Regions from separate parts of the Mus musculus genome. Here all the other regions are linked to region 3. A link is a contact called in public Hi-C data. All regions are on one chromosome and are shown on one strand. The core of a region is the stretch at or near the end of the contact, and the rest is flanking DNA. Distances in the headings are between cores, read along the strand shown. Region 1 holds the start of Cdc42ep4 (CDC42 effector protein (Rho GTPase binding) 4). Region 2 has its middle 19 kb from the start of Slc39a11. Region 3 overlaps Slc39a11 (solute carrier family 39 (metal ion transporter), member 11).

Evidence for each region. A called contact is a pair of places that touch in the nucleus more often than the background predicts.
Region 1: a Hi-C map of the N1E-115 cell line shows a contact between it and region 3, with 8 times the contacts expected there. The contact joins the promoter of Cdc42ep4 here to the enhancer-like site in region 3. A contact is called at or near these places in 1 of 39 promoter capture datasets (frontonasal cranial neural crest), 1 of 484 Hi-C or Micro-C datasets (the N1E-115 cell line) and 7 of 115 datasets of contacts at active chromatin or transcription factors (craniofacial prominence, embryonic basal ganglia, embryonic forebrain and 4 more).
Region 2: a contact with region 3 is called in a Hi-C map of the N1E-115 cell line, with 4 times the contacts expected there. The contact joins two enhancer-like sites. A contact is called at or near these places in 2 of 15 datasets of contacts at CTCF or cohesin (both in the NIH/3T3 cell line), 4 of 484 Hi-C or Micro-C datasets (the G1E-ER4 cell line, the N1E-115 cell line, bone marrow-derived macrophages and 1 more) and 4 of 115 datasets of contacts at active chromatin or transcription factors (differentiating embryonic stem cells and embryonic stem cells).

Annotation. Positions count from the first base shown.
Region 1 is chr11:113,749,984-113,753,513 of GRCm38.p6, forward strand. Cdc42ep4 (CDC42 effector protein (Rho GTPase binding) 4) reads right to left here and starts at 1,832. Exons shown (of 2, transcript NM_001163346.1): 1 at 1,705-1,832.
Region 2 is chr11:113,582,577-113,586,345 of GRCm38.p6, forward strand. It overlaps a transcript of Slc39a11 not described here. Among named protein-coding and RNA genes, the nearest start is that of Slc39a11, 19 kb to the left of the region's middle. Within about 2 kb of position 1,730, at least 22 of the 459 cell types and tissues checked have an H3K27ac peak or open chromatin away from gene starts, as enhancers often do. A contact at or near this core is called in the N1E-115 cell line, where this site is marked.
Region 3 is chr11:113,295,505-113,299,192 of GRCm38.p6, forward strand. The region is part of intron 7 of Slc39a11 (solute carrier family 39 (metal ion transporter), member 11); the gene reads right to left. Among named protein-coding and RNA genes, the nearest start is that of Gm51927, 12 kb to the right of the region's middle. Within about 2 kb of position 2,232, at least 36 of the 459 cell types and tissues checked have an H3K27ac peak or open chromatin away from gene starts, as enhancers often do. A contact at or near this core is called in the N1E-115 cell line, where this site is marked.

The DNA.
Region 1 (3,530 bases), core at 582-3,081, 450 kb after region 3:
GCCCTTGGGCTGCCCAGAGGCCTGGCTCTGCTCCAGCACGTCCCTCCAACCCCACCTCCCCAGTTCTGGGAGAAACCTGTAGCTAAGGTTCCCCATGCTGTGGGCCCTGTTCTTTGTTCTTTAAAATTCACTCCATCCCACTGGTGGTCCCCCCCTCCTCCAGCCAGGCCTCAGAAAGGGGCGGGAGAGGCTGCTGCAGGCGTTACTGGAAACCCAGACAGGGCAAAGAAGTTGCAAGGCAGAGGCCCCCTGCCAGGGGCCTCTCATTGTTTATGCTCCCCAGATCTCGGGTCCAGATGGTTGCTGGGGGTAAGGATGAAAAGTATCCCAACCGCTCCAGCGAGAATGGACAAGAGGTTTCAAAGTAAAGACACCCACAAGGAAGCTTTCCTCATTCAACGGCTCAACTACCTGGGCAAAGAATGGGAGCTGTCGGCCCAGGGAGAGACGTGGGAGCCGGTCAGATTGCAAGAGGTGAGACTGTTGGAGGGTGGGTGAAGGGGGGGGAGGGAGAAGTTCCCAGCCAAGAAGAAAAGAGAAAGCATTGTATTTCCTTTTCATTCTCCCCGGGAGAAAAAGAAAACTTCCGAAGCCCAGGCCGCAGTATTTCATTGGGCAAACACAAGGAACCTGGTTTGAGTTAACAGAGAGGGAGCGCCCCTCCCCCCGCAGGCACACACGCAAGTCCTACGGTCTGTTCCCAGGAAGCTCAACCGCCATCCACCCCGCCAGTCTAGGACACTCACCCACAGCAACCAGGGGTCCCCCAAAGGGGAAAGGCAGCTCCAGCAGACGACGCCACAGACACAGGAGGGCAGATTTGTTCCTCCGGCTGGGGGCGCTCCAGGAATGGGGAGGAGCCAGAGATCAGGATCGCAGCCTTCAACGTCCCAAGCCAGCGGTTAAATCATTAACCAACCGCTACCTACTCGCCCCTGAAAAAGCCTCGAGCCCCATGCTTCGGACGTACCGGGCGCGCGCGCAGGTCCCCCCGCGTAAAGCCTCGTCCCAGGTTTCTAAGGGACCGCCAGCTCGGCCCAGCCCCACCCTGCGCCTCTTGCGGCCTTGGCCTCCAAGTCTTCCAAGGGAGGCGGGCGGGGCGGGAGAAGGAAGGGCTCCGACGGGCGGGGAGTATTTGCTCTTTAGGCTATTGCCTTCCAGCCGGCTCTTGCCCTCCTTTCTCCCCGGCCGGGCGACACCGGGTGGCGCCTAAAGCAGTGTGTGTACACGGGAGAGCACGCGTACACCCCTCTACCACTACCGACGAACTCAGCGGTTATTCATGGAGAAGTCTGTGCGCACACGCCCCCCTCGGGGCGACCGCCGCCGATTGTTGTGTGCCTGCCCACGGCAACACACACCCCATTCCTGCGCGAGGGGGTGGACCTTTAAAACCTGCCCACTCACCCCACCCCGAACAGTCCCCGTGGCCAGATCGGGGCGTACTGGCGACGCTGAGCCCTGTTGTTACCCCCTCCTCCGCAAATGATTTTCTGGGACACGGTATGTGACTCTGGGTCTGGTCCCAGGCATGCCTACCCACGCTGGGCACAGAGGGGTGTGTTTGTGTGCGCGCGCGCCCTGCTCCTAGGTCCTCATCTTCCCCATCCCCGGGTCTTTCTACCTTCTCCACGTCACCAGGGGTCTCGAGCCTACCCAGGCCTCACGCGGCCACTGGGCCACAAACGGATGCTCGTCGCCTACCTCGGTCCCCAGCTCCCCGAGCGCGGACCAGGTGCGGCTGTACGCTCCCCTCGGTGTGCTTGGCGCCTCGGCAAGGCTGGCGACCCATGGCAGCGCCGGCGTTTGTTTCCTCTGGCTCCCGGGGCTCCGAGTGTGCTAGAAGCTAGGACACTCCCCTCCCAGGCTCCTCCCAGCCCTCCCTCCCATTTCCCTCCGCGCTGATGTCACTCCGTCGCAGCAGCCAATGACTGCCACGGAACTCAACTCGGCTGCTTGGCCTCCCAGGTTCAAATCTAAAAGCCTGAGACGCCCCCCACAAGCTCCTAGTAGGGTAGACAGAGCAGGTCTTGCTTTGAGGAGTCGCGCCCCACAGCCCCCAGTGCTCTGCCGCGGAACCGACGTGCGGTCCGCAGAAACAGGAGCACATCCCCTCCCCAGGAACCAAGGGGAAGCTCTCTCTTGGCTCTTCCAGTTTTGAACAATGGTAAGAAAACAACTCCCTCCAGGACGTTACCCACTTCTGGACCACGAGCAGGAGCTTGGGCTCCGTGGATTCCCTCTCCATCTGGAGGGCGGGAGAAGCAGGTCCGCCCGAGTCCAGACCCGGTCTGAGCAGTGGAGGAACTTTTCAGCAAGGTGACCTGGCTTTGATAGCTCTGTCTGGTGATCATGGGCTCTTAAGTACCCTCCCAGGGAACCTCCCGGAATTAAATCCCGCGTGCTTGGGTAGAGGAAGCCCCACCTATGAATGATCATTAAAAGCAATAAAAGCCAGGGGCGAAATAGTCAATAAAGAGGAAACGGAGCCAACCCAAAGTGAAAGTTCCCTAACTACTTAAAGGAAGTGGGGGTGGGGTGGTGTAGGCCTCAGCCTCCTTTTTCCCCAGAGTTGCCTCACGGTCCCTCAGCTCCTTCACTGTCCTCTGGAAACCCTGTCTCTCAGGATCCCACCCCATCCCCGACCTCTCCCCCATCTCCCCGTCTATCCATGAAAACTTCAAACTGTCCATATTGTGTGAAAATCAAACCTAAAAGGTCAGTGTCGCTGGGCAGTGGTGGTGCACGCCTTTAATCCCAGCACTCAGGAGGCAGAGGCAGGCAGATTTCTGAGTTCGAGGCCAGCCTGGTCTACAAAGTGAGTGCCAGGGCTATACAGAGAAACAACCCTGTCTCAAAAAACCAAAAAAAAAAAAAAAAAAAAAAAAAAAAGTTCAGTGTCTGGTCTAGGGGTCCAGTTCCGGCTGCGGAGCACGAGGCTGGTTCAATTCAAGCCCAGCACCACCACCAACCAAAAGAGATGTCAAAATTAGTGAAACTAAAACACGGGGTCCAAAGTAACTTGGGATGGGGATATCCCTGGGGTTCTGACCGTGATTGGGTTACCATGGGGAATTTATACCTCCTCCCCCTACTCTGACTGTCCTTGTATGGGTCCCTCACCTGGAGGTTGTCAAGATGAAAGAGAAATGTGGTTTAGAATAGACAACAGTGTCGGAGTCAGGTCTGTGGGTCAGAGGTAGCTGTAACAGGGCACTAGGGCAAACCAGTAGGAGAGAGTTGTGTTGCCTCTGGCTTTCAACTCTGCCCCTCACTGGCCCACAAGCCTTCCCATCTCTCAAATGGGTACAGCACCTGTTGACATTCCTTCTAGGCTCCACCCCATAGTTACCTGGCAACAGCCAGGTGTGCCAGACTCACTATAAAAGGATCTCTTGCCAGGCAATGTGGTGCACGCCTTTAATGCCAGCACACTGGAGGCAGAGGCAGGCGGATTTCTGAGTTCGAGGCCAGCCTGGTCTACAGAGTGAGTTCCAGGACAGCCAGGGCTACACAGAGAAACCCTGTCT
Region 2 (3,769 bases), core at 480-2,979, 290 kb after region 3:
GCCATTACACACCCCAAACTCATTTCCTCAAAGGTAAAAACTTGAGAATTATATGGCAAGAAATAATTTAAAGTTCACAGTCGAGAATATGGCCTGCTCACAGTATGGCCAGAGAAGAATCTGGGAGCAGTGAGTTACTGGGAAGGGAAGAAGAAAAGATTGGAGCAAAGGGATGCTGGGATAGAGAACGCAAGTCCTGTGGCGGGCGAGAAACTATCCAGTGGTCAAAATTGGACTCTGCCATGAGTCAGGAAAATTCATGACGTCACAGGTGTCTATAGCACTGAGATTTACACACCAGGGTATTCAGAGAACTTTCTTCACCAAGGGACAGTCAAAACGCCCAACCGGGTGGCAAGTGCATCAAGTGCTTACTTCCAAAGCACGACGACCTGAGTCTGAATCACAAGAGGCCACATGAAGCCAGGCATCCTGGCCACATCTGCCGTCCCAGCATTCCTGTGGCAAGATGGCAGGCAGAGGAACTACAATCCAGGAGGATAACCTGAAGCCCTCGAGGGCCAGCTAATCTGAGGTACACAACTGTAAGCAATCAATCAAGAGAGCCTGTCTCAGACAAGGTGCAAGATTGAGGTTGACACCTAAGTTGTCCCCGACAATCCCCTCCGTGATAGGTAGAGACTGGAAGATCCCTGGCTCCAAGCTAGCCTCATTAATGAGCTTCAGGACAAGGAGATGTCCTGAAAGAAGATGGACAGTCCTCCTGGGAATAACAGCCAAAGTTATCCTCCGGCCTCCCCATGTGTACACACACACACACACCTACACACACATAACCACACAGCCCTCCCCCGGGTGACCAACCATCCAGATCTTCCCAGGGCCATTGAGTCAGTGCCCAGGCTGCTGGGTCGCAACAGTGAAGGAAAACTGAACACACAGCTACAGAGCTTCAAGAAGGGCTTCCCCGTTTTAGCCCTGAAAGGAACAATGCCAGTCCTAACCACGGGGCCTCAGGGGTCAGGTTTATGCCTTGCCTCTCAACCTGTGATGCTCACACACCCAGCATAGACGGGGGTCTATTAAAGATGCAGAGTGCCAGGCTTCTGAGTGGATGACCCTGGGCCCAAACCTCAGCCAGCTCCCCAGGACATGCACGAAGGATACCGAACCACTACATGGGAGTTGTCCCTCACTCTATCTATGGCTCCAGGCATGCACTATTTCTTCTTGTGTTTACACCAAGGGGAACCTTCCAAATTCAGTGCTGGGTGAAAGACAGCATTTTGTATACAATTAGGGCCTTGCCCTGTAAGAGGCTGCACCAGACACCAACCAAATCCTTGGTCCATTTTCTTGTCTCTGTGTTTCAGGAAAGGGTGGGGCAACCGGATCATCTGGACCTCAGAGGCTGCTTTGTTTGGCTACAGCTTCCCAAACACAGCGCAGAGGAGTACCCAAGCCAGACAGGGCACACACAATAGCCTGCTTAGCAGAAACTCGGATGTAACAGCTAAGGCAGTCTCCCATGGGACCAGAGAGGGCCCCAGTTAAGGACCACAAGTCCGGACAAAGGAGAGAGGTGCTTACAGGAGTGAGTGTGAGCCTCCTGCCAGCTAACGGGTTCATTAGAGTCTTGAAAAAGAGGCCAGGTTGAACCCTGCAGGCTCCTGAAGAGAATCAGCTGGGTGACCAAAGGCTATCCCATGTCTAAGAGGAAGCCTTCTGTTGGTGACAGTAATGAAGACAAGCAGCCTCCAGCTGCTGGGAGCTCGTGCCATCTGCCCCTCCACCCACAACTGCTCTCTATTATTTAACCCACAGAAGGCAATAAGAAGCCTTTTGCCTTTCATTCCCGGACCATTCTGAGTCACATCAGCCGCTTTCTGATGGCGTTGTCTAAAAGGGGGTGGGGAAGTGATTGTTGTTGATAGCCACAGTGATCCATCTGCATCCTCCCCAGCTATCTAACAGAAGGCAGCTGAGAAGCCATCCCAGGCTGGGGCACTCACAGCTCTGCCCCCACTGCAGAGGAGTGCTGTTTACTATTTGTGTCACAGCGTGATGTTTGGGGACTGCCAAAAGCCCCCCATAACTGCCTCCAGACCAGCGGGGGCAGGGGCCTTACCCACCCTTACTGCTTGGGAGGAAGGCAAGCCTGTATATATTTTGCCAATTATAAAATGTGTTCTTGTGGGGCATGGTGGCGCACGCCTTTAATCCCAGCACTCGAGAGGCAGAGGCAGGAGGATTTCTGAGTTCGAGGCCAGCCTGGTCTACAAAGTAAGTTCCAGGACAGCCAGGGCTATACAGAAACCCTGTCTCAAAAAACAAAAACAAAACAAAACAAAACAAAAAATGTGTTCTTGACCTCCTCCCAGCACAATTTAGCATCTTGGAAAAGCTGGATTGGGGGACTGTAGCTTACCCAGCATGCACTAGGCCCTAGGTTTCATCCTCTGTATAGTATGAACTGGGTGTGGCAGTACACACCTGTAATCCCCCGCCTCCTGAGGGAAGGAGTTTAAACTTGTCCATGGATACAGAATAAGTTTGAGTCCTGCCTGGAATACATGTGACCTTGTCTCAAACACACACATACACTCACACACCAAAAACCTGTGCACACCACAGCACATGACAGAGGACAACTTGGTGGTAGAAGTTGGTGCTCTCCATCCATTTTGTAAACCCAGGGAATCGAACTCAGGTTGTCAGGTTTAACAGCAAGCCCCTTTATTCGCCAAGCCATCTCACCACCCCTGCACACACATTTTCTTTTGAGATGGAGTTCCAAAGTACCAATGTACCCAGGCTAATTTTAAACTCTCCTCATGACCCCAACTGGCCAGGAACACATGACTCCCCTACCTCAGTTTCCAGATACACACCACCAAGCCTGACTTGAATGTATGTCTTAAACCTACCAGTCTGGATTAGCATCAGTAGGGCCCCAGGCAAATACTGTGAAAAAAATAAAAATAAAAAGCTACCTTGAGTTTGAGCGATTTGAAAAAGGTAAAGTATCATACTCAAATGACAAGGATATCAAATAATCCCTCTTCCGGTTTATCCCATTATCCCATTATTTTTCTGTGTATGTAAGGATCCTATTCCTATGTTTGCATATATAAATTATATATATAATTTCCTTTATGGATATGATGTGATCAAACTAAGCCTAAAAGAGTTCTGAATTTTCTTCTGGTTTCTGTATGTATAAGTGTGCATGATGTCTGTGTGCTGTGTCTGTGTGTGTGTGTCTGTGTGTGTGCATGCACGTGTGTGCGCACACATGCATGGGTGCACATGTGCACATGTGTAGGTCAGAGGCCAACACCAGCTGTCTTCCTCTATCGCTTTCAAAGCTTTTGAGGCAGGATCTCTCACAGGACCCGCAGCTCACTGACTGACCGTGGCTGCCTAGCCAGTGAGTTCCAGGGGGCCTCTTGACCCCCGGGGTTAACAGGTGTACACTATGAGACTTGGCTTTTTTTTTTTTACCTGGATTATGAAGAATGGAATTTGGCCCTTGTTCTAAAAGAAGGAATAATTTTGGGGTGAAGCCATCTCCCAGGCCCTAAAAGAGTTCTTTTAGTTGGCATAAGCTAGATTTTTGAAGCAGAAATGGGAATTATAGTTTGGGGCAGCCTTTCTTCTTTCTTGGAGGATCACAGTATAATAGTACTCACTCAGGCTGGCAGGGGCTTAGACTCAGATGGGAAACCATGAACTTTGACCCTGCTTAGTCTAGCCTAGAAGTCTGGAGGTCACAGTAAGGCCTTTTCTTCAGTGACGAGCCTACAGT
Region 3 (3,688 bases), core at 982-3,481:
AATCTCTGAACCTGTAAGCCAGCCCCAATTAAATGTTGTCCTTATAAGAGTTGACTTGGTCATGGTGCCCCTTTCCCTGACCAAATACTCATACTGACAAGACTTGTCAGTTCACAGCAGTAAAGCCCTAACTAAGACATCAGGTCATACCCAGTTCTTGAAAAATATATTGGGGGTAGGGCTTCAGCAGCTAAGAGCACTGACTTCTTTTACAAAGGATCTCGGTTCAATTCCCAGCAACCTTACAGCAGTTCACAGCCATCCATGACTCTGTTTCTGACCTCTGTGGGGATGGTGCACAAACAGGCAAAACGCTCATACAGACAAAATAAGATAAATGAATCTTACTAAAGTTACTACAACACTAAACGTGACGTACAATAACCCACAATAGCAAACAGGGGCCTCTGCGGTTGGCCTCCCCACACCTCGTTGATTGTTACAGCTTCCTGCTCTATTGGTCTCTTTGCAGAGGATCACCCAAATGCTCTATTTTAATTCTTGGAAAGAAGGAGTAAGGATGATGAATCTACTTTGTGATGAGGTAAACGAGGTGGGAAATGCTGAGAGCCAGATAGCGGGGAGATAAACACGACTTTTGCAAAACATCTAGGGAATGTTTACCAACTCCTACAGAAGGAGATAAATAGAAGATAAAGATAGAAAAGATTAATAGACAGATAGACTTTAGCTTTATGGAGAGAGTAAATGTAGCCCAACACCAATTTAGAGAAGTTCTATTTAAGCCTCTCGAGGTGAGGCAACTCAGAGACGCACCTCACTGGCCTTTTTGAAGCCTTTCTCCCCCATTGCCTCATAGTGAGTCTTGAAGCCAGACTACCACATGGTGGCGCTGTGGGCCGTTCTCCAATGCCAGTGGCCTGGAAGGGAAAACTGTGGGAAGAGGATTGTGGGTGGACCACTCTAGATCTCCCTAGAGGACAGCTACATGGGAGAAAGGCTGGCTCGCTTAGGTGAAACGGAGGACAAGATCTTTGGGTGCAGATAAAGGCCTGCAGCAGGGGAGTCGAGTGAAGGGCTGTGGTGAGGAGAGGGGCCGGCAGGGTAAAAGGCATCGCACTTTTGCCTGCACACCCTCTTGCTAACTCACCAGCTATACCTCAGCCTAGAGAAGGTTTCCAGAGAGGCTAAGACAGAGGGCAGGGGGAGCTCCACAGCAACAACCCGGGGACAGGGAGGGTCTCCCTGGAATGTCCCTAAAAGGCAGGTGAACTTGGTGCCCATAGAGGCAAGCACGCACTCTGTGGATTCTTGCTGGGAGCAGCTATCACAGGCTGCTCCTCAGAAGCTCGGTGAGACAGGAAAACAAAGCCATCGCTACTCCACGAGTGTGTTCTGACCCCCACATCCCATGATTGGTCATATAGCAACGCCTGTGTTTTATAGCTCGAAAGATGTATGTCGTTTATGGTCTCTACTCTTTGATCTGCTATCAGATGCAGACTTGGAACAGGCACAGACTTGGTCTGAAAGTGGTGGTTAACCCAGCAGACATCCTTGATTAAGTGTCTGAACACTGGGCACCAGCAGCCGGCCGGGGCATGCAGCACGAAGTGCAGGGAACCAGGGGAGGCCCGTTTGTGGGTTGTCCGATCTGCAGCCAGCACTGCCCGTTCTGCACAGCCCTGCAGCCGGACACCGGTCGGAGCCATCGGTCCAGGCTATAAACACCCCCTCGCCAAAGCTGGAAACGGGGTGCAAAGCACAACGTCTAAGCATAAGATTGCTTCACTCGCTCTCCCTTCTGGTTCGAGTTATGTGTACCTTGAAGTGAGGGCTGAGAGGTGTGGTCTCCTCTTAATGATACTTCTGAAAAGGAAAACCACTTTAATCATCCGACTCCCCAAGGACATACGGGCTTCGGCATTTCTTTGTGGTTGGAGCCAAAAGAAACCACGGAGGGACCAGATCAGAAAGCAACACTAAGCTAAGACGTGTTTCCCTTGGCCCACAGACTGCTCATGCCTGGCTGACTCTTCCTTACTCAGAGGACAGGTTTTGGGTTTGGTTTTTTTTTTTTTTTTAAGACAGTGTCTCTCTCATGTGTCTTAGGCTAGCTTCAAACTCACTATACAGCTGAGGACAGCACTAAATTCACCTTCTCTCTTCTTAAGTGCTGGGATTTACAGATGCGGCCCACCATGCCTGCTTTACTCCATGCTGGTGATTAATCCCGGGACCCTGTGCATGCTAGACACACAGTCTATCAACTGAGCTGTATCCTTGGCCAATCTTCCCTCCCCCCTTTTGAGACCTAATTTGGCGAGGTACCTAGCTCATCTGATAATTTACATGTGATGTGACCCACCTGATCTTGAACTTATATAAATCCTCCTACCTCAGTTTCCCAAAGGATGGGATTATAGGTCTATGCCACCACATGCCCCCTGGGCGCTGATTTTTGATCCCTGCCACTGATCCAGTAGGACACTGAGGTGCAGTAGCAGCCTGTAGACACCTGGTGGCAGTAGTGACACACCAGTTCTAGGCTGGCTGCTTTCTGCCTATGTCTCTTGTCTTAACTGAACTGCTGAGAGGAATGAGAGTGCCTTTTTGATAATATTTACCTCTCTCTTCTCTGTTGGTGGTGGTGGTTAACATTGCTGGAGAGAGGTGAGACTCCCTCCCTCTGAGATGCATTGCAAATAGTACCCATGAGGTCACGGAGAGACAGTGAGGGCTCAGCAGTGAACTTGGGTAAAAGCTATGGGCTGTGTCCACTATGTCTAAGTCCATGAACTTTATGTAAAAAGTCAGAGAGTATTTTCAGCCTTTAGAAGTCTACGTCAACTCTTCACTCAGTCATTGTAGCCAAGGAGCCAGAGACAGCATGTGAAAAGATTGGCGAACGTGTGTCTCAAGAAAACCTCCATTTATAGAAATTAGTGCAGGGCCAGACTTGGTTAGCTGTGTCTATATTCACATTCCCCCGGACTATAGCGAGCGCACTGGAAGCCAGAATCAAGTAAAAGCTGGATTGAGGGACGTGAGGTGGCTCAGTAGGTGCTTGAGGTCAAGCCCGGTAACCCGAAATTGACCCCAGGACTCCTGCACCCCCAGCACCCCACCCACACACACATAACAAATCTATCTTCAGTGGCATCTGGCATCTGGATCCGCAACACATCTGGATCCGCAACACAGAACTCTGTGGAACATCAGTTGCTTCCTGGAGTGGGTGGCTGGGAACTGCCAGCATCCTCAGAGAGGGGCAGACCTTTTGCAATCTCTGTTGTAGGGTAGCTGTCTGCCTGTGCGGAATAGTCTCTCTCTCTCTCTCTCTCACACACACACACACACACACACACACACACACACACACACACACACACTCATAGCAGCTCCTCCCTCTTTCTTCCATCACTGTCACGTGAATCACCTGTGGCTCCCTGCCACCTGATCTTCAACTGTTCTCCTAAACTAAGAACACTCGTGGTCTGCATTCATCTCTCTGAGATTTCCTTTTTCTTCTCTCCAGCAGGGCTCCGTCCTTTCCTCCTCTCCTCAGGGTTACTGAAGTTCGTACTCGAGGTCAGCAAACACTTTGCTCTGTGGTGGAATCCGTCCCACGGCTCCAGCGTCCCCTTCCCACCTTCCCAAGCCATCCCAGTTTAGCCAGGTGGCTTTGTCCAGCACCTCTGGAGCCCTGTCCTGAGTCTGCACCAGG